3 separate regions of the Callithrix jacchus genome follow, and regions 2 and 3 are each linked to region 1. The links are chromatin contacts, called in public Hi-C maps. All regions are on one chromosome and are shown on one strand. The core of a region is the stretch at or near the end of the contact, and the rest is flanking DNA. Distances in the headings are between cores, read along the strand shown. Region 1 holds the start of HJV (hemojuvelin BMP co-receptor). Region 2 holds the start of ANKRD35 (ankyrin repeat domain 35). Region 3 holds the start of NUDT17 (nudix hydrolase 17).

Region 1 (4,204 bases), core at 359-2,858:
TGAGACTGAGACTGGCTCTCCTTGCTCCTCAAGCTTGCAGACAGCCTACTGGGGACCTCGAGATCATGTAAATTAATACTTAATAAACTCCCCTTTATATATGTCTATATCTATCTAGATATAGATAGATATAGACATCTATAGCAAACTATCTAGATAGATAGATGATTGATTGATTGATAGATAGATAGATAGATAGATAGATTAGATAGATGATAGAGATACAGAGATGGAGATAGAGATAGAGAGAGATCCTATTAGTTCTGTCCCTCGACTGAACCCTAATACAGTGACACTATTTGGAATTGGTCCTTTTTACATTCCATTTGGCAAGTACTAAAAGATTGATGATCTCAGATATGCCTATGGCTGCAAAAACATGACATGGCCAAATCCCTTGGTTGCAATATCTTTTTTTTTTTTTTTTGCTTATTTTTTTTTTAAGGCAGGAGGCCTCACTCTGTTGCCCAGGCTGGAATGCAGTGGTGCTACCATAGCTCACTGCAGCCTCAAACTCTTGGGCTCAAGCGACTCTCCTGCCTCAGCCTCCCAAAGTGTTGGGATTTTGCAGTATTTTAAAGTCACAAGATTATGTTATTCCACAAAAGTATGTTTCAGAGACTAGGCATGGTGGTTTACACGTGTAATCCCATCACTCTGGGAGGCCAAGACGGAAGGATTGATTGAGGCCAGGAGTTCAAGACCAGGCTGGTCAACATAGTGAGACAGACAGACACCATAGAAAGAGAGGAAGGAAGGAAAGAAGGAAGGGAGGAAGGGAGGGATAGAAGGAGGGAGGGAGGGAAACAGAAAGAAAATCTTTTTGAATCTTTTTCTGTTTCTCCAACTCTTTCTCCCCTTCTAAAAATTCTCTTTCCATTTTTTCTTCACCTCTTTGCCTTTGTTAGCCTTCTCTCCTAGCAACTCAGGAGCTTTTATTTCTGTGTGTATTGATGAGGGAGAGGGAAGAGGAATTGCTGTACAAACGGAAGTAATGAAAATGGAGTAGGTAGGAGGATAGACAGCTGCAACGATCTGAGCTAGATAGACTGAACAAGCCCTCATCCTAAGCAACTCACAGCTCCGATTTCTTCTCTGGACAGCTGGTTCTTTTTGTCCTCCTGAAATACTCTGCAAAGAAAGGGGAGAGGCTGTGAACTACCTCTGCTATGGATCTTATTTAAAGTCAGCTACCTCCTAGATACTATCTGTAGAAACTAAATGTAATATTCATCATATCAGGGATGAAGATGGTAAATGAAAGGTATCCATTTGCCCACTGTAATTTTTAAAGGCCAGGAGCTCATCATTATTGAGAATGCTGGAGGGCGGCCTGGAGTAGGCAGTGACTAGAGTCACACAAGCTGGAACCAGATATCCAACTTGTCTGTCATATTTTTCTCTTCCCTCCCCAGCTTGGCACCCAATACTCCATATTCCTTCTAATTCTCCTACCCTCCCCGCTCCCACACCCTACCCCCACCGACGTTCCTGGAATTTTGGACTTAGCTATTTTTAAAACCGGCAACTCAGTAGCCACCTCCCACCCTGCTCAGCTGTCCAGCACTCTGGCCAGCCATATAGTCCCCCTTCCCCCAACACCAAACCTTCTCTGGCTCCCTGACCTCAGTGAGACAGCAGCCGGCCTGGGGGACCTGGGGGAGACATGGAGAAAGAGACAGAGGATCCCCTGGCTGGAGCTGACCCACAGAGTAGGCAATCACGGCTGGAGAACTGGATAGCAGAGTAATGTTTGACCTCTAGAAACAGTAAGTCAAAATGAAATTGCAATTCCTTTAATAAGCTTTTATAGTGAAGTTAGACTGTTATAAAATTACAAACACCTACTCGGATGTCTCCTGTCCAAATGCTGGGATCTCTTCCTACCAAGGTGCCCAATCACCATTTCTCCTTCTGTCTCATTTCTTTCTGGCCTCTGGCCTCTAGCCATTTGAAGTGTAATTCTCTGTCTCTCCTCCGGCAGTCTTAGCCCTCTCTTTTGCTTATTACCTGAAGACTTCTGATGAAGTTTTAGGAGTTCCCCACACCCTCGATCCTGTAGTTTTCTTACCAGGGCCAAGAATGACCTCGGATGATGAGTCACTGACACACTTCTATCCTGTCCCCACTTAGCAATGCCCTTTGCATTGAGATTCCAAGGGTGGGGGCTGCTCCTTGTAAATGATTTCTCCCCACACTCTAGTCCCTCCATTCTATTCTCCCTCTTGCAGGACTCTCCCCTGAATCATATCCTAATGCACAGGACGGGGGAGTTAGGCAGGAGGGATTTAGCTCCTCCCTAACCCCTGTTCTCATGAAAAGACCCAGAACTTCAGAAGTTGAAAAGGAGAGATTAATAGAGAGGTTCTTCAGTGAAATTTGGGAAAATACAAGAACGGTTGACTTAGAAAAAACAAATATTAATTTGCATGTTTGCTTTGCATCCCATTATTCCATGAGGGGGGGATTAAAATTCCTGTGCTCTAGAGCTGATGAAAGAGATTGGTTCCTTTTCATTTGAATATTGACATTCTGGAGGGAATGGGTATGCCACCCTCACTCCTTCTTGTGTCCTTCTGACACAAAGAAGAAAAAGAAATGTATGGCTCCTGGAAGGCATCTCCTCCTAACGGAGAAGGACAAATAAGAAGTATATTTCTGAAGTATTTTCAGGTCCTGATTCGATTAGCGTACCCACTGGGATTACTGGCGTCCTATCTATCCCCATGATTCCTCCGTCTTTGACATAGCTGCTGTTTGGTATCTCAGGATGGAGCAACACAGTGGACTCTGCCCCCCTGAGTTCACCCAACCTTCCCTCCACCCCCGCCTGAGGCTGTTGCACAAGGGCCCTAAAAGTGGCCACAGGAACAGGGCAAAGAGGCTTAGCTGCCACACTTACAGTGTGAGGAGCCCCAATCTCCCAAATTCCAGTCTGCTCATCCTTTCTTTATCTCCCCAGATTCACCTCACATTGTCCTGACCAATCTTCAACTCTTCTCTCTCTCCATGTCCAGCCAAATTTCTTTTTTCAGTCACTTACAGGACTTCCGGTCAAAATTCACTAGGTAGGAGGGTCATCAGCTGGGAAGAACCGGGCGCCCGGGGAACCTGGCTGGATAGTTATGGGGGAGCCAGGCCAGTCCCCTAGTGCCGGGTCCCCACATGGCAGTCCCCCAGCTCTAAGCACTCTCACTCTCCTGCTGCTCCTCTGTGGACACGGTAAGGAAGGGCCAGGGAAGGGTTTGGGGAAATCTAGAGGGTAGGCTGCTATGTAGGGGTGGGCATGTGAGCATGAGTGAGTGAGGAGACGCGGGCGCTGAGAGTCCGATCACTCACCCTGCTCTCAAATAGGTATATTTTATGTCCCATTCAGTTTGGGGAAGGGCACTGGGGAAGCCCTTGGTCGACAGGCAGAAGAGATTCCCTTTTATTCCTACACATTTTTAGTAAGACAGCCGAGAGAACTAGGGATTTGGGGTTTGGGGGCTGGGGAAGGCCCTTAGTTGGGTTTTAGGAAGGCTGGAATTCCCTGATGAGATTTGGAAGAGTTATGATAGAGCAGAGGTCTGAGGACGGTCTCACAATCCTCTCCCTTCTGTCTTTAGCTCACTCTCAATGCAAGATCCTCCGCTGCAATGCTGAGTATGTATCGTCCACTCTGAGCCTTAGAGGTGGGGGTGCATCAGGAGGAGGAGGAGGAGGCCGGGGTGGAGGGGCGGCCTCTGGCGGCCTCTGTCGAGCCCTCCGCTCCTACGCGCTCTGCACGCGGCGCACCGCCCGCACCTGCCGCGGGGACCTCGCCTTCCACTCGGCGGTCCACGGCATCGAAGACCTGATGATCCAGCACAACTGCTCGCGCCAGGGCCCTACAGCCCCTCCCCCGCCCCGGGGCCCCGCCCTTCCAGGCGCCGGCTCCGGCCTCCCTGCCCCGGACCCCTGTGACTACGAAGGCCGGTTTTCCCGGCTGCATGGCCGTCCCCCGGGGTTCCTGCATTGTGCTTCCTTCGGGGACCCCCATGTGCGCAGCTTCCACCACCACTTTCACACATGCCGTGTCCAAGGAGCTTGGCCTCTACTGGATAACGACTTCCTCTTTGTCCAAGCCACCAGCTCCCCCGTGGCGCTGGGGGCCAACGCCACCGCCATCCGGAAGGTCAGGCACTCAATCTCCCTTCTGATCCACCTCCTGAGATTCTTCGAG
Region 2 (4,147 bases), core at 830-3,329, 140 kb after region 1:
CGTTGAGCCTGAGAAGTCAAGGCTGCTGCAGTGAGCCAGGATCATGCTATCACACTCCAGCCTGGGTGACAGCGAGACCCTGTCTCAAAACAAAAAAACAACCCTGGCACAGTGTCTCACGCCTGTAATCCCAGCACTTTCGGGAGGCCAAGGTGGGTGGATCACTTAAGGTCAGGAGTTTAAGACCAGTCTGGCCAGCAGGGCGAAACCCCATCTCTACTAAAAATACAAAAATTAGCTGGGCATGATGGCTAACATCTGTAATCCCAGGCACTCGGGGGAGGCTGAGGCAGAATTGCTTGAACTGGGAAAGCAGAGGCTGCAGTGAGCCGAGATCGCGCCGCTGCAGTGAGCCGAGATCGCGCCACTGCACTTAAGTCGAGGTGACAGAGTAAGACTCTATTTCAGAAAATAAAATAAAAACACAAAGAAACAGCTTGAGAGGCTTTTTGTGTGAAAGTAATGAGATGAGACTGAAAACGAGTGGATGGAGTGGATGAATCCTGAAGAGCCTTGTAAATCGCTTAAGAGCTTTGGGCTTTATCCTGTGGGTTTTCATATGAATTTTAGTGGGCTCTCTCCAGCAGAGAGAGGAGAAAAGAGAGACAGGAAAACCGGTTGGCTGCGACTTCAAGAATTATCAAGAGCCTGAAGTTCAAGGGCAGTGGAAACAGTGAAGACAGTTTTTCGTTTGGTTATTTTTTGTTTCTATACGGAGGCGGCAGGGGTGGTTTAAAATTAAAAATGCTCTCCTCTTTGCTCTCCGCTCTTTTCGAATTCAGAAGTGCTGTAATCCCAGCACTTTGGGAGGCGGAGGCGGGTGGATCACGAAGTCAAGAGATCGAGACCATCCGGGCCAGTATGGTGAAACCTCGTCTCTACTAAAGATACAACACAAAAAATTAGCTGGGTGTGGTGGTGCGCACCTGTAGTCCCAGCTACTCGGGAGGCTGAGGCAGCAGAATCTCTTGAACCCGGGAGGCAGAGGTTGCAGTGAGCTGAGATCGCGCCACTGCACTCCAGCCTGGCAGCAGAGAGAGACTCCATCTATAAAAAAAAAAAAAAAAAATTAGCCTAGGTCAGGGACAGTGATGCCTCATGCCTATAATCTCAGCGCTTCGGAGGCTAAGGTGAAGAGAATCCCTCGAGGTCTGGAGTTCAGGATCAGACTGGGCACATAGCGAGACTCCAGCTCTTAAAAAAAAAAATTAGCCAGGCGTGGTGGCGCATGCCTGTAGTCCCAGCTACTCGGGAGGCTGGGATGAGAGGATCCTTTGAGCCCACGAGTTGGAGGTTATGTGAGCTGTGATAGCGCCACGCACTCCAGCCTGGCCGACAGAGCGACAGAGTGAGACTCTGTCTCAGAAAAAAAGAAAGAAAAAAGAAAATTGAGCCTGATCCTCTTTCCTTAGGTTTTGTCCCCCAGGTTATACCGTGGGCGGTGCGTTACCCCTGCTCAGTTCTCGGCCTGGCACTGCAATCTCCCGTTTCCGAGCTGCTCTCTTCAAATACTCTTTTGTGCTTGGGTTTCTGGCCGGGGAATAGAGGCGGGGCGGGCGGTGGGAGTTGGCGGGCGGGCAGAGGAAACTTCGCCAGTGACTAAAAGCGAGTGCGACTGTCCGTGACACCGAAGCCCACGGTAGAGGCCGGGACACGCCCACCTCCAGCGGCAGAGCTCCGAGGGGCGGGGCTGGGCGGGGCTTTGGGTGGAGGCCCCTCCTGGAACCGCGGGTGAGCGGGGAAGGGCGGGGCTTGGAGCGGAGGCCCCGCCTGGAACCGCGGGTGGGCGGGGCCGGGCCTGTGAGAATCTCAGCCGGAGCCCATCCCGCTCCTTTGCGGACTGAGCAGGTCGGATCCCAGGGCGGGTTCAGATTTGGAGGACGAGGTTTGAGGCCAAGCCCCTGTCGCAGCCTGAGACTGCGGGCTTTTTGCCTCTGCAGGGGCGGGGTAGGGCGGAGACAGGGGCGGACTTGAGCCCCGCTCTCGAGTTCTCGCCTCTGATTGAGCGGGCGGGTTTTGAGGCGGATCTTGGGGCGGGGCCCGCTCCGCTTTTTGACAGCTGTCTCTTGCATAGCTGCAGCAAACTCTGTGGGTTCGGGACCTGTGCCCTGGCTGTCCGCGCGTCCGCGTCCCCCGTGGCCCCGACCCCGGCCATGAAGCGTATCTTCTCCTGCTCCAGCTCACAGGTGGCGGTAGGTGCCAAAATGTGTGGGAGGACGGAGCTGGGGTCCGAGCTCCGGGGTGACAGAAGTGCTGAGTTCCATCTCAATGCATCATCGCCTTTCTTTTTATCAGGATTTCTAGCTCTTCTGCTCTCACAAGGAAGCCCGCCAGCTTTGCCTTCCTCAAGACCCTGTCCTGCAGCTTCTGACTCGCCTTCTTCACCTCTGCCCTCCCCAGGGTCCTTTCCCCGGCCCCTTTGTCCTCCTAGCATCTACACTCCCAGTTTCTGGTACGTTTTCTGCAGCCCTTTCCCCTTCCCATGGCCCTGCCCCTACTTCTGCTCTGTCTCCCAATACCAAACCACCCCCAAACAACTTCCCTGGCCCCTGCCTGGCCCCAGACAGGCCCCATTCGACACCACCAGCTCATGCCCGAGAGCCCCATTTTTCAGCCCTACCCTGTCCCCACAATCTTGCCCTCCCACATAGTTCTGTCCTTACAGTTTCCTATTAGTTCAACAATCATTCCCAGCCCTGTGCCTTCTGCTAACCCTTTTTCACAATCTCCTCTGTCATTTTCTCCCGCCCGCCCCATGCCACATTCACTGCCATCTTTCACGAGCACTACTGTTCCTCACACAGCACTCCAAACCTTTTTCCAGTTGATGCTCCCACAACAGCAACCTTCTGTTCTCCCCTTCAACCTCTGCCCTACTCTGCCCGGTGGTCGCTAATCCCACTTTTCCTCTCTTTGCCTGGACTTCCTCCTGCCTGCTTGTTGTGAGTTAATATTGCAGTCTGACCAGCCTCACAGGCACTGCCAGAGGATGCACAGTTGCCTGGCTGCTCCCCAAGGGACTGGGTGAGTTGGCTGCAGAATCCACCCCAGCCAGTTCACTACAGTGTCTGATCATCAGACTGGTTCTTGGGCCAGTCAAGACCCTAATGCCTGCCTTTCCCCGGATTATTCATTTCTTGAACCCTCGCCCAGTTGTTTAGGGATTATACTCTCCATTTCCTTTGGTTGAGTTGGGGGAAAGTGATGATGAGAGAAGAGGATAGAGCAGACTCTGAGTGTTCCCAGCAGAAGTCACTCTATTCTCACAGGAAAAACACACACACACACACACACACACACACACAAAGATTATAGAGGCTGGGAGCGGTGGCTCACGCTTATAATCCCAGCACTTTGGGAGGCCGAGGTGGGCGGATCACCTGAGGTCAGGAGTTCGAGAACAGCCTGGCCAACATGCAGAAACCCCATCTCTTTTAAAAAAAAAAAAAGAGAGAGAGAGAGAGATAGAAGGTGGTGGCTTAGGGAAGGTATTGCTTCCTCTTCTCTAAAGATCTCTTACATAGAGCACCCCCTTACCTGAAAATGGAATTTTCTGTCGAGGTTGGGGTTATGGCTAATTTAGAAGCAAACGAGCCAGCTACTTGTAGCAATATTGCTTTGCTAACTCGACTTAGTAGTATCGTTTATAAGCAAATATGAGAAATGTTCAATTAGCTCATTCTGCATGGGCAGGTCACAGAATTCTGGAAGCAAGCTATGAGGCAAGAGGAGGAACTCTGTTGAGACCTGTCCTTGTCCCACTGACATTTGCATCTCCACTTAGTTTCTACACATTGATCAACCAGTCAAAAGCTATTTACTATTACATGCACCTGAAACTGAGGCTGCCCAGACTCAGTCTTAACTCATAATGATTTCTTAGAAATTCATATGGACTCTCCCTTAGGTACTGAAAGGATTCAGTGTTGCCCTTCCCTTATAGATTTGTGGAGTCTGCCTGCTCCTTAGGAATGGGGAAACTATTTCATTCTTTCTGATCCTCCAATCCTTGGGCAGTACCTCCTGTCCGAGGTGCTGGAGTGAGCCATGGGCTGGCTCTTAGAATTTGGAACCACCCTTCTGTCCTCCTTGACTCCGGCTGCATAGAGATTTGAACATAAAGAATAACCACCCATTCTAAACTCTT
Region 3 (3,988 bases), core at 60-2,559, 180 kb after region 1:
GCACTGTCTGTCACGTTTTGAGACTTTGCTAATACAGCTTTAGGGTGAAACAAAATGATGGCTAAAAGCTGAAGGCATGGATGGTACAGATGACACAGCAGGGACACGGTTGATGGTTATGCATTTGGGGACTCCAACCCACTTATGTGCCATTGTTTCCTTTGTAGCCAAGGCAGGTAGAGGCTGATCAATGGACTTTGGTGGGTAGCTGTTGGGGTCTCTTGGTTAACTATGAAGGGGCTTCTCCCAGCTCCTTGTCTCACCTCCCATAACCCCAAAGGGACCCAAGAGAACTGGCCCTGGGGCAGATGTAGTCCACTCTCCTCCCAAAGTTCTCGAAGGCCTCCATCCAGCAGCTGGGAGTCAGAGAGAACACATCAGAGTGGTTAGTGCCTGACTCTTCCGGGTCCTTTTGCTTGCCCCTCGCTCAGCCCACACCCAAGGTGGTCCCAGGCATTGGTCTTTTGGCTCAGGTCGGATCAGCTGGCTGGTTACCTCTTCCTCAGGTTCCACCTGCCCACCTGCAACAACAGTGAGACCAATAGGTAAAAATGGTGGCGGTCTTGACCAGGGACCCCACTGCTTACACTCCTCTCCCCTCCAGTGGACGCAGATGGAGTTGCAGTCACTGTGACTATGAACATGCCACATTTTGGGGCCCACTTCATCCTTGAGGCTGGGTAAAGCATTGTGGGGAAAAAGGGCAAGTTTCTTTCTTGTACGTGGGGCCTTGGCCTCAGAATACTCACCGGGGGGTACCCAGAGGTTGGGGGAAACGCTGAGGGTGCGTGCCCTTCTGGTCAGCAAGACAGTCTGGTCACTGGATTGCAGAATGACGGCCACACCCAGGTCTACACCTCGATCCGTGGGCAGCTTGGCCCCAGGGTCCCTGAGCTGCTGGTCCAGGACCGCAAAAGGGCAGAAAGGGGGTCGCTGGTGGAAGGAAACCAGCTGGGTTAAGGCTTCAGAAGTGGGGTTGGGAGTGGGCGTGCGTGACTTTCAAAAAGGGGGCTACACCACGCATTGGGGGTGTCCCACCCGATTTCAGTCCCCATTCTCGGCCCTTCATGCCCCCTCCTGAGCCCCCCCCTTCTGCCGACCTGGAGCGGAAGCCTAGCGGAGGCGCCCGGGAAGGGCCTGCTCGAGAGGACGAGCCGTCCTCGCTTCAAGCTGCAGTGAATGGGCCACGGCCCGAGCCCTGGCCTGGCTCCCAGGAGGCCACACACACTCCGTGCGAAGCTCGCCGACTCCGGACGCCCGGACAGGAGCAAATGCACCCGCGCCGCGGCCATAACGCGACTCCGGGGTCGCGGCGGCCCGCCTGGCGCCCTCTGGTGGCCCAGCGACGCTTCCCCTCCGAGCGTTTCGCGGAGTCGGAAGGAAGCGGGGTTTCCGAAAGTCCCCGGGAAATAGAGTCCCCAGGAAATACAGGCACAACTTTTGGGGATGACCCATGGGTATAATGTTAAACCACAGAGTACCTCTAAATGCTCAGCTGTTTCCTTCCTATCTTCTGTTCAGGACAATGACCCCCAGACCGAATGACTTCGGGACTGTCGTTACTTCCACCAGCCCTCAGCTGAACTGTAAGCACCCTCCGCAGCACTATGCACACCTGTTACAGCAGGCATCACCTCGAATGAATTATCTCCAAGAGAAACACGCCAAATAACATTCTTGATGCCACCTCTCCTTTCATTTCACTCAAATGGCAACCAAGTGCGCACGTTATCTCCTCCAACTCCCTCAAACCTATGTTCTCTCCAGCCTTCATTCATTGCCCTGGCTTAAGCCTTCCTCATATTTTGCCTGAAATATTGTTGCAAGTCTCCAAATAGTCCTCCCCCTACCAGTTCATTCTCTGCAGTGCTGCCAGAGTGATATTTTGTCTCGTTTTGAGGTAAAGTCTCGCTCTGTCATCCAGGCTGGAGTGCATGGGCGTGATCCCGGCTCACTGCAACGTTCACCTCCGGGTTGAAGCGATTCTTGTGCTTTAGACTTCCAGGTAGCTGAGATTACAGGCGTGCACCACCAGGCCCGGCTAATTTTTTTGTGTTTTTAGTAGAGGCAGGGTTTTGCCATGTTGGCCAGGCTGGTCTCGAATTTCTGACCTCAGGTGATCCACCCACTTTGTCCTCCCAAAGTACTAGGATTCCAGGCATGAACCACCGCACCTGACCACAGTCATGTTTCTAAAACACTGAACTGATTATATTGCTTCCCACTGCTTTTAGGACAAACTGTTTAGCACAGTGTGGCCAGAACCCACCAGTTCCTTGTCCCTTCCTATCTCTAGCCTCAATTCTGACAGACCCATCCATGACCTACTTTCTAATGCCCTGTATGTAGTTTCCCCAAGAAACAGACTGCTCTGGGATTCTTTCCTCATTTCCCTGGAAAGTCCTAATTAAAAAAAAATGGTATTTTTAAATTAATACATAACAGATGTACATGTGAGAATTTGATACATTCCTATAATCAAACCAGGATAATTCAGATATCACCTTAAATCTTTATGCTACGGACATTCAATTTTTTTGTTTTATTTATTTTTGAGACTGAATTTCGCTCGTTGCCCAGGCTGGAGTACAGTGGCGTGATCTTAGCTCACTGCAACCTCTGCCTTCCAGGTTCAAGCAATTTTCCCGCTTAAGCCTCCCAAGTAGCTGGGATTACAGGTGCCAACCATCATGCCTGGCTAACTTTTTGTATTTTTAGTAGAGATGGGCTTTCGTCATGTTGGCCAGACTGGTCTTGAATTCCTGACCTCACTCAGGTAATCCTCCTGCCTTGGCCTCCTAAAGTGTTGGGATTACAGGCTTGAGCCACCACGCCTGGCCTAAAGTTTTATTTTTATTTTTCAGATAAAGTCTTGCTCTGTTGCCCAGATTGGAGTGCAGTGGCATGATCTCGGCTCACTGCAACTTCTGACTCCTGGGTTCAAGCAATTCTCCTGCCTCAGCCTCCCAAGTAGCTGGGACTATAGGCGAGCACCACCACGCCCAGCTAATTTTTGTATTTTTAGTAGAGACGGGGTTTCACCATGTTTGTCAGGCTTGTCTTGAACTCCTGACCTTGTGATCCACCCACCTTGGCCTCCCAAAGTGTTGCGAGTACAGGCGTGAGCCACTACACCTGGCCTATTTTTAATTACATATATCTTAGAGACAGAGTCTTGCTCTGTGGTCCAGACTGAAGTGCAGTGGTGTGGTGATAGATCACTGCAGCCTCAAACTCCTAGGCTCAAGAGATGCTCCTGCCTCAGCCTCCTGAGTAGCTAGAATTACAGGCGTGCCCTACTGCACCAGCTAATTTTTAAATTTTTTGTAAAGATTAAATCTCGCTATGTTGCCCATGCTGTTCCTGAACTCCTGGCTCCAACTAATCTTCCCACCTTGGCCTCCCAACATGTTGGGATTGTCAGATTGACCCACTGTCCAAATTATTCTCTTCTAGTTATTTTGAAATGTACAGGAAATTAATAACGATGCCACTCTGCTGCTCTATCCAATTATCAGATCTTATCTCTTCCAACTGTGTATTTGTGCCCATTATTCACCTCTCTTCATTCTCCCCATCCTTCCTAGCCTCTAGTAACTACCAATCTACTATTTTCTTTTTCCTTTGTTTTTTTTTTTTTTTTTTTTGAGACAGAGTGTCACTCTGTAGCTCAGGCTGGGTACAGTGGCGTGATCTTGGCTCACTGCAACCTCTGCCTCCTGCCTTAGCCTCGTCAGTAGCCGGGATTATAGACATGTGCCACCATGCCCAGCTAATTTTTTTCTTTTTGGTATTTTTAGTAGAGACAGGTTCACCATGTTGGCCAGGCTGGCATTGAACTCCTGACCTTGTGATCCACCCGCCTCGGCCTCCCAAAGTGCTGGGATTACAGGTATGAGCCACCATGCCCAGCTCTACTCCCTGTTTTCTTGAGATCCACTTTAGCTCCAACGTCAGAGAACATGCAATATTTGTTTCTGTACTTGGC

Evidence for each region. A called contact is a pair of places that touch in the nucleus more often than the background predicts.
Region 2: a Hi-C map of skeletal muscle shows a contact between it and region 1, with 7 times the contacts expected there. The contact joins the promoter of ANKRD35 here to the promoter of HJV in region 1. A contact is called at or near these places in 2 of 3 Hi-C or Micro-C datasets (both in skeletal muscle).
Region 3: a Hi-C map of skeletal muscle shows a contact between it and region 1, with 5 times the contacts expected there. The contact joins the promoter of NUDT17 here to the promoter of HJV in region 1. A contact is called at or near these places in 2 of 3 Hi-C or Micro-C datasets (both in skeletal muscle).

The regions. Positions count from the first base shown.
Region 1 is chr18:8,458,171-8,462,374 of calJac240_pri, reverse strand. HJV (hemojuvelin BMP co-receptor) reads left to right here and starts at 1,608. Exons shown (of 2, transcript XM_078355470.1): 1 at 1,608-1,769. All of the region lies in intron 1 of LOC103788947 (a long non-coding RNA gene), which reads right to left.
Region 2 is chr18:8,323,051-8,327,197 of calJac240_pri, reverse strand. ANKRD35 (ankyrin repeat domain 35) reads left to right here and starts at 2,079. Exons shown (of 15, transcript XM_078355461.1): 1 at 2,079-2,192; 2 at 2,296-2,452. LOC128930108 (a long non-coding RNA gene) reads right to left here and starts at 1,048. Exons shown (of 3, transcript XR_008477740.2): 1 at 927-1,048.
Region 3 is chr18:8,276,783-8,280,770 of calJac240_pri, reverse strand. It overlaps NUDT17 (nudix hydrolase 17), which reads right to left and starts at 1,309. Exons shown (of 7, transcript XM_035279460.3): 1 at 1,101-1,309; 2 at 750-933; 3 at 496-521; 4 at 264-356. The coding sequence starts at 1,292. It overlaps PIAS3 (protein inhibitor of activated STAT 3), which reads left to right. Exons shown (of 15, transcript XM_078355440.1): 15 at 1,522-3,988. It overlaps LOC144580182 (a long non-coding RNA gene), which reads right to left and starts at 1,958. Exons shown (of 2, transcript XR_013529303.1): 1 at 1,851-1,958; 2 at 1,439-1,615.